Linked DNA regions of Mus musculus: region 2 is linked to region 1. The links are chromatin contacts, called in public HiChIP or PLAC-seq maps. All regions are on one chromosome and are shown on one strand. Each heading gives the region's core, a stretch centred on a gene start, on an enhancer-like site or on the middle of the called end of the contact. The rest is flanking DNA. Distances are from core to core; before and after follow the strand shown. Region 1 has its middle 10 kb from the start of Gm33727. Region 2 overlaps Lmf1 (lipase maturation factor 1).

Region 1 (4,295 bases), core at 1,565-4,064:
GAAAGTGACCCCAATGAGCTCACAGAGAGTGGAATGACTGCAGACAACAGAGTGTGTCAACTACAGTGATAATAGCAGGAGACGCTCAGCAGAGGAAGATGATTGCAGGGGTAATAGCTGAGATAGAAGCCAACACCGTCACATACAAAAGCCCAACAGATGTGAACAACCAGCAGGCAAAACCTTTATGACAAGGAGCATAGATTGAAATGCTGTCTAAATGGCCTATGGGTGTGGCCAGATTGAAGGGTGTTGGGCAATAGGTCATTCGGCAGATGGCACAGGGCAGGGCTGGAGAGAGACTGAGACTGACCTTCTTGAGTGTTCCTGCTGGTGACATTTGCTAACTGGGCCTAGGATGACAAGGATGAGTGAAGAGCTAAACATGGAGAGGATTGGTGGCATCCAATGTCCTGCCCTGCTGCTCCATGAAATGCAGACAGGGGCTCCCCAGGCCCTTCAGGAGGACACAGGCTTGAGGCTCCCAGTGAGGACCCCTGAAGCAATAGAAAAGGAATGGACAGGCCCACCTGTCCCTTCCAGAAGTAGGAATCGGAAAGCAGAGCTCTGAAGGCTTCAGGGTGGGTGGGGGAGGGGAGGGGAGGACAGACACCCCCTCTTAGGGCTGAGCCTTGACCTCTGCTCCCTCTAAACCAAGCAGGTAAAGGGGAAATGTTTGAAGCCCTGTGAGCTCGGAGGCCTCTGCATGCATTCTCACTGCGACCCATGTCAGGTTGACATTGCGATAATCATCTGGAGAGACAAATTACAACATCAGGCAAGAACACATTTCAGGCTCTACCTGCTTGGGAGAGGGAGAATATGGGCTCTTCATCAGTCCTGCCTCCAGAGACTCTGCTTACCCTTCCCTGATTCTCCTCTCCTCCCCTCCCCTCCCCTCTCCTCTTCTCTCCTCTCCTCTCCCCTCCCCTCCCCTCCCCCCTCCTCTCCTCTCCTCTCCCCTCCCTTCCCTTCCCTTTGCCTCTCCTCACCTCACCTCCCCTCCCCTTTCCTCCTCTCCTCCCCTCCCCTCTTCTCTCCTCTCCTCCCTTCCCCCTCTTCTCTCCTCTCCCCTCCCCTCCCCTCCTCTCCTCTCCCCTCCCCTCCCCTCTCCTCCCCTCCCCTCCCCTCCCCTCTCCTCTCCTCTCCTCTCCCCTTCCCTTTGCCTCTCCTTCCCTTTGCCTCTCCTCCCCTCCCCTCCCCTCTCCTCTCCTCTCTCTCTTCTATTTTTGAGAATAGTCTCATGTGTTTCAGGCTGGTCTGTAACTCACGATGCAGCTAAAGATGGCCTTGACTTTGGATCCTTCCACTTCCACCTTCTGAGTACTGAGGTTACAGGTGTGTACCAGTATACCCAGTTCATTTAAGCCCTCCCTTCAGGTCCGTTTGCTGGGACTCCCATCTGCCTTAGATCCCAGACTGGGTAATACCTGAGTTCCTGTGCTCCCAGCCCTGAGCTCTTTTTAGACCCTAACTGGGCAGCAAAGCCAGTGATCTTGGAGGAAAGTAGGTAGAAGAGAGGGCCTCAGAAAAAAGTGCAGAACTTACTGCAGCAAGTAAGTTCTCCGCCTTCATTTAGAGAAATGAGCTCACAGTGGATGCTGCATCCTGACTCTCATAGCTTTCCACTGGCTCCCTCAGCAGCATCTGTCCTCTGTAGGTCAAGAGGGAGGATCAAGGTCTAGACCCCAACCTGGCCCACAGGTTCTACTGCAGAAGCCCCCACCAGCTGGCCTTTGGTGCCATCTTGTGGTCCTAGTGGTCAATGCATGCAGCTGTATTCAGGACAGTTCAGGGCCAGTCTGGTAAAAGACTCAGTCTGCACGGGTGAGCCAGATCACTTCCCTTCCGGGTCCTTCCTGAACCAGTTGAAGGGCACCAGCTTCCAGGCCGTAGGCTGGGGAGTGGTTTCTGGTCACTCAGCACCCCCACAACCCTCTCATGTGCCCTGAGCCTTGATGCCCTCAATAACATGTAACTCTTTCAGAAGGTCCCCGGGGCAATTGCCACAGGGCCGCATAAGACCTCCTCAGTCCTTTGGTGTGCCTTGAGAAGCCCCGTGGCTCTCCCAGGCAGGCCTGCACCTGAGATTCAGCCTTGGTTTCTCTGTGCTCATGGCAGGAGGGATAAGGGCTCCTCTGCACTCTCCTTGAGAATCCACCCCAGAGGTACTTCCTCGGGTTGGCTTTGGGGAAAGGCTAGCCTTGTACCTGTCTGAGCTTAGCTTCAAGGGCAGCCTGGTTCCTGAGCTGCCTGCCTGAGGGGTTACTAATACTTCTTTACTATTAGCCTCTCCCAGCAGCCTCCTTCCTCGATTTCCCTTTACTCTGCCATCACCTTGCAAGACCATGGCCCCACCTCAGGCCTTGATCTCATTGCCTTTGCTGTTTCTACCATGGTAGGGCAAACTGGAGCCATGAGAGGGGCCTGTCTGACTCAGGGTGTATTGGTCAGCCCCCAGGGCAAAGCCTGTCCTAAGCCCAGAAGTGTGACGCCACACACTTTGTCCCTGTGAGGACATTCTTGGGATGCTCTGCTTGCTCTCTAGAGTTGAGCATGGTGTTCCAGACCTTCTTAGCATGTATGCCTGTCTAGGTTCCCTCAGTGGGCTTTACAGACTTCTCAGACCTACTTCTGGGGACCCTACTCCAACCAGCCTTTTCTCTGCCCCTGTACCACCTAAGCACCCCTAAGCCTCCTCCCCAGTGAAGGCATGTTCAGAGTTACCTCTAACACTCCTGTGTGCTGTCTCCCCCAGGCTGACATCTAGGGTTCATTTGCTCATTGAGAACAGACCAACATTGGCCAGTGGGGGGCGCTCACACAGTTCATAAAAGCACATTGTACAGCAGCATGCAATGATCTTATCAGTCCCCAAGATGAGGGGTGGGATCCTCAACATGACGCCTACTGCCTTATAGGTAGGGTTTCCCATGTTGTGCATGAAATCCCCACCTCAGGCCTAGTCCCAGATCCTTAAGGAGACCTTGGCCTTGTTGACAAGCTGCCCACGGTGCCCGTTTGGGAATCTGAACCATGCCAGGCAGGGGACAGAGATCTTCTGCCTCTCTGTGTTCCATCCCTCTCTCTCCTGGCTCTGCTGCCCAAGGCAAGTAGCCAGACCAGCAAACCCAGCCCCCCAGCAGCTGGCTGGCCACCCTCCAGGCAGCCCATGGACTCTGCTAGTCAGACTGACCACACCTGCCACAGCAGATGGCTCAAAATCCCCAAATCCCGGCAAACTAGCACTTGGTCCTTCAGTAGCCAGGGCAATATGTCCTTGGCTCAAGAGTTGGGCCTGTCCCTCGATGAAACGGCTGTCAGGGACAATGGCCAGGTGGGCAAGCAGATAGCATCCAGGATCCTGGGATGCTAGGGATGCCTGCTCCAGCCCCTTGTGGGGCTTTAGACAGGGTCTGTTGAGAGGGAGGAGACTTTGCAATATCAAGTAACATCTGGAAAGACCTGGGTCATCTCCTCTTAGCTTGTCCATTCCAGGACCTTGGGGCCCTATGTGACATGTGACTTGGGGCATGCTTTCAGTGGCCGGAAAGGTGAGGCTATATTTTAGTGGGAGCCACTTGACCAGATCCCAGCACCTGAACTACTGAATTTGCTATTTTATGTCTCTGCTGCTGCTGGCCTGGGTCTGGCCCTGCTTCTTGCTTTGCTAGATGCCAGGTAGTCAGAGCCAGAGAGGACAAGGAGGTGATGCCCACTACTATCCTCCCAGCACCCAGTGATACCCACTACCCTTCCAGGGCCCCAGCAGAGTGAGACTCCAGCTTCTTTCCATGCCTCACAGTGCAGAAGATAATACTGCATGGTGATCCATTACCAGGTTGGTATTCCTTCATTCCGAAAGCGTTTCCTGGGTGCCTACCGTGTGCTAGTGTATCTTTGTCTCTGGGGTGAACCCACCAAGGGGGGTCCACAAATAACAGCATGGTGCACACTAAGATATCCCTGAATGTTCACCCACCATGAAGTCTCTTCCAGCTCAGTCCTGCACACACCTGCTGGGCAATAGGCATCGCTCAATTGGGAAAACAGCAGCTGCCGTTGCCCATTGCCCAGAGGCTAGAGGAGGGATTTCCTAAGCAGACCAGCATGCCATGGCTTTGGTGTTGTCTTATAGAAGGCAGCCCCAAATGGGCTATGACTGGGGTCCCTGGGCCACATAGAGTGTAGGAGGTAGGTGTGAAGAGGGTAGTCTGGGGGGAGCCTGCAGTCTCTGTTCCTTCCCTCCTCACCTCCCCCAGCATCTGCAGCCACTGTAACCGATCCCCCGTGGG
Region 2 (4,460 bases), core at 1,644-4,143, 150 kb after region 1:
TTGAAGAGGCCAAGGTGAGCCCCCAGCTGCAGTGGGAGCCCTCACTCCCATCAGGCTCCCGAACGAAACATGGCACCACCAAGCAGGAGGACCAGTCAGTCACCTAGAGTGTGCCACCCATGTGGGGCCAGCAAAGTGTGTGGGAAGGCTCTGAGCAGGGAGAAGCAGGAGGTTCCATCAGAGAGGCGCCATCCAACTGGAAGCAAAGATGCCACCATCCCTCTCCGTGTGGCTGAAACAAGGAGAGGTGTCAGCTTGAACACCGTAAAGCATTGGAGCACTGTCAGGATTGCTGGGGAGGAAGGGGCCACAGCCTCCCTGGAGGACTCGGCAGGCCCTAGAAAACAAAAGCCCAGCTGAGCCCAGCTGGGGCTCATGGACAGCCATTTAACCCAGTTGGAGACCAATCCCTGTAAAATACACAATAACAGTAGCTTTGACGGCCAGGAGCTGAATGTGGCACAGCTGCCCTTCCTCAGAAGGCCCAGACATGGTCCTCCCAGACCGTAGGACATGTCTGCCTCAGGGTATTCCTGGCTTGGGTACTGCTAACTGCCCAGCAGCACAAGGTCTATAGAACCTGTAAGTATCTAGAAGGCCGTGCTGAGTGGAAGAAGCCAGTCCAGAGGCTCACATGCCAAACAGTTCCATTTACTTAACATTCTTGAAGTGACCAAAAGAATACAGATAGTGGGGAGGAGTGATGAGACAGAGTGTCCTGCTGGGCGTGTCGGGTCCTAGCTGGCATAGCCAGTATAGTTTTGGAAGAGGCTACCCACTGAGTCTGATCTTAAACACCCTGCTATAGTCAGTGGACTTAGCTTGCTTTCCATTGCTGATGAGTACCATGACCCAAAACAACTCGGGAAAGCTTACAGGTTATAGGCCATCATTGAGGGAGGGCCAAGGCAGGAGCCTCAGAACTGGAGACAGAAGCTAAAGCAGAGACCACAGAGGAACAGAGACCCATGGGCTTGCTCCCCATGGCTTTCTCAGCTTGCTTGCTTCTACAACCCAGGACAGTGGGTTGTAGTACCTCACAGTGTGCTGAGTTCCCAAACCTGTCATTAATCAAGAAAATACCCCAAGACAGACTTATTGATAGGTCACTTTGATACAGACTCTTCGGAAGTTGACACTCCGTCTTCCCAGATGACACTACTTTGTGTCGCATTGATAAAAACTAACCAGCAGGTTCTAGAACGTTCCAGGGGTGGTGTCAGTCTTCCTCAGTATCTTCCCAGACCTGTCAGGGAAAGCACCTGCCCTGACTCTTTCCCAGCTTCCCAGGCCCAACACTAGGCCCCTGACCAGGACCCCACTCACACCACACCACACCACACCACACCACACCACACCACACCACACCCACTTTGGCTGTAGTGTCCAGGACCTGCAGCCCTAGACCTTCAACCATAACTTGAGGAGAAAATGAAGGCAAGAGGGCCGATTCATAGAAGATAGAATGGTTGCACAACAGGAACCTTCCCAGAGGCCCTGCATCCCTGCCCTCCCCAGCCTTGGGAAATGTAGGGTCAGGACCCCAGATTCAGGAGAAGATGGACTTTGTGGTGATCTCCGCAGCACCGCCTCACCCTCTCGGTGCCCAACTGTGGAGTTCAGTGTGGCTCTCTGTTCATGACCCCTCAGCCCCACCCTCCCTCGGGGACCCTTACCCACTCAGGTTTGTGTACCAGAAGGGGGAAGGATGGCAGCCCCACCCACAACCAATGATGCCTCAAGACCCACACCCAGAAAGACAGCATCCCAAGCCCCACCCCAGTAGCAAGGCTTGCACACACCCTGGTAGGATGAGGTGGAGAGGGTGGGTCATGGAGACGGGAAGCAAAGAGACGCAGGCTGACACATTGTGCCCTGCAGGTGGATCCGAGGAGAACACTACCGGTACAAGTTCAGCCTCCCCGGGGGCCAGCACGCCACCCAGGGCAAGTGGTGGATCCGCAAGCGAATTGGTCCTTACTTCCCCCCACTCCGCCTTGAGGATCTGAAGGAATACTTTAAGACTCGGGAGTGGCCACTACCAGAACCCCCATCTAGACACACACGCTGAAATAAAGACCAGAGACCAACCGCTTCTCTACCTATACTGTGCTGCGGCCACGGGACCCGCACAGGGACCCGGCAGCCCATGGATCCTGCCAAGAAGAGATTGGAAAAGGATGTGCTTCCTAGCTGTCAGCCTCCTGTCTCTATCCGTCCCTGTCACCTTGCTAACCCTTCCCTGTTGTGGAGAGGGGGGTCTCAGATTCCCTAACCTAGAGGCTGCGTCCCCTGTAGCCCAACCACACATTCCTAGTCAATCCCGTAGCCAGGTCTCTATCACAAGTCCGGTGTGGCAGCACCGACTCGTTCCCACCATCTCCCTGAGGGACAGGAGGCTTGCTGTTCTCAGCATGATCCCTCCCCAGAACCCCTCACACACCACCCAGGCACACACACACAGATACATGAGCTCAGGAATCCCTTGCACGCTCCAGTGTAGGATATATGCAAATGGATAGAAGCCCTGTCACCAGCTTGTGGTCATATTCCAGTCTCCCGTGGGTGACCTGTGGAGAACCAAGCAGAGCCATGTCAGTGGGAACCTTGGCCAGCAGTGCTTAAGGCTTCCCTTCCCAGATTGCGCACAACTGCCCAGGCTCACCAGCTACAAGGACAGCAGAGACTCTAGGAATACCTCCCCATCCCCCTGCTTGCTAAGCATGGTGTCTGGGGCCCATGTTGCCTGTCCCTGGGCCACACTGCAGAGGATCCCAGAAAGGACAACAAAAAAGGTTCAGTTGAGGAGGCTGGTCGAGGGGGGCACAAGTGTGGCCTTGCAGAGCACCCCCTCAGCCTGGCTGGGGAGGGACGGCCAACCCAGGTGCAAACAGAGAGCCCGTGTTCCAGCTCCCAAGGAAACAGGGCGCCCTGTGTGTGTCAGGGACAGACAGCCTCAGAGCTATGAGACTGGAGCCAGCAAGTCTGCCATGACCACCACAGGAGTGACTGGCAGCCTGCAGCCTGAGCAGCCCTTCCTGGGGGCGGCCCAGCCATACCCCAGGCGGTAGACGTGGGGGGTGGGGCCCTCAGCAGGGATGGCAGCTGCTTGGGTATTCTGGTGACCCGGGAGAGTGGCACCTAGCTCACTGTGAGCCCTCCATGCCCTTGCCGGTTGCCAAGACCGCAGTCTCGGGGCTCAGTGGGAGAAACCTCAGGCCCCCAGATGTAGACTTCTGGCATCGGTCCAGCCATGTGCCCCCTCCTTCCTGAGGATCCTGGGGAGGGGGCTGCTGGTTCAGCAGAGCTAAAAAACGGTGTTTCGACCTATGCAGGGGACAAGAGCTGTGGGAGGGAGCCAGGCCCTGGGGCAACCAGAATCTACCAGGATGCCTCTTGTAAGAGAGACAGGATCTGACAGACAGACTGCAGACAGAGGACAGGTAATAGATGGTCCCCTGCTGGTTTCAGAATGTCATCTCCACCCAGATGCCATGCTGAGTCCTGTGCTGCATCATGTGTCATGGATTTGCTCACACAACAGTCATGCTGTATGACATGGAGGCTTAGTGACTGACATCCTTGTTGGTTCTTTGGGTACAGATCTCCCTATGTAGACCAGGCTGACTTCAAACTGAGCTGGGGTTAAAGGTGTGCACCACCACGCCCAGCTGCCTCTTGATTTTTACCCCATGTGGTAGCTGCTGTCGTGAGCTACTCTTGAAATGGGATGAGGGCACCAATAGAGCCACACTGAGTGGGGGTTACAGGGAGTGCCCATCTGATGACACTGGCCCTCAGCATGGATCAGGGCCTCAAGCCGGCAGAGCCCAGCAGGAGTCACAGTGGACAAGCTGGAATGGATGTTAGTGGCCAGGTCATTCCCTTGGTAAACATTAAGCAAGGCTTATCACTGTCCACAGCCCCTGGTCATCTTGCTCTCTCTGGTGGCCTTAGGGACCCACTGAAGAGACTTAGCAGCTCTGACTGTGGATAGCCCCACCCTACCCAAGCTCACCCTAGGGTAGACGGGTCCTGACAGTGGTGAGTCAGTCACGCTATGTGTCTGCTCACCAAGGACAGCACAGGGACCTGATGTCCTGATCTAGAAGGCACTTACAGGTTTCTACCTCTGACAGATGTAGGCCCTCCCAATATACATGTATCCTCAAAGATCCCCTTGTTGAGGCTGAGAGGTGCCCCCAGCTCCCTTAGCAAATGATCTTTATACCCCACTGGATCACTCCAGCCAAGGAGTCTGCTCTAAGGCCATCCCTGGGGAGCCCCACTCACACCCATGCCTTGACTACACTGGGGCCATACTGCTGCACTGGTCAGCGTCCAGGTGGAGAGGGGTCTCATCCTGTCCCTTAGCGCAGCAGTCATGCCATGTGAGTCTACCAGGTTAACTGTAGCATGCTAAAGGACGTGCCCATCTGCCCCTGGGCACATGCTCCCTC

The links. HiChIP or PLAC-seq counts read pairs in DNA pulled down with a chosen protein or histone mark.
Region 2: a contact with region 1 is called in an H3K27ac HiChIP or PLAC-seq map of oligodendrocyte precursor cells, with 2.8 times the contacts expected there. The contact joins two enhancer-like sites. A contact is called at or near these places in 3 of 39 promoter capture datasets (embryonic stem cells and stem cell-derived epiblast-like cells), 3 of 484 Hi-C or Micro-C datasets (bone marrow-derived macrophages, cranial neural crest and pancreatic cancer cells), 7 of 115 datasets of contacts at active chromatin or transcription factors (double positive thymocytes, embryonic basal ganglia, embryonic stem cells and 2 more) and 1 of 9 other capture datasets (embryonic stem cells).

Annotation. Positions count from the first base shown.
Region 1 is chr17:25,506,232-25,510,526 of GRCm38.p6, forward strand. No RefSeq gene overlaps it. Among named protein-coding and RNA genes, the nearest start is that of Gm33727, 10 kb to the right of the region's middle. Within about 2 kb of position 2,815, at least 25 of the 459 cell types and tissues checked have an H3K27ac peak or open chromatin away from gene starts, as enhancers often do. A contact at or near this core is called in neural progenitor cells and oligodendrocyte precursor cells, where this site is marked.
Region 2 is chr17:25,660,633-25,665,092 of GRCm38.p6, forward strand. Lmf1 (lipase maturation factor 1) reads left to right here. Exons shown (of 11, transcript NM_029624.4): 11 at 1,882-2,194. The coding sequence ends at 2,071. Among named protein-coding and RNA genes, the nearest start is that of Gm22645, 31 kb to the right of the region's middle. Within about 2 kb of position 2,894, at least 46 of the 459 cell types and tissues checked have an H3K27ac peak or open chromatin away from gene starts, as enhancers often do. A contact at or near this core is called in neural progenitor cells and oligodendrocyte precursor cells, where this site is marked.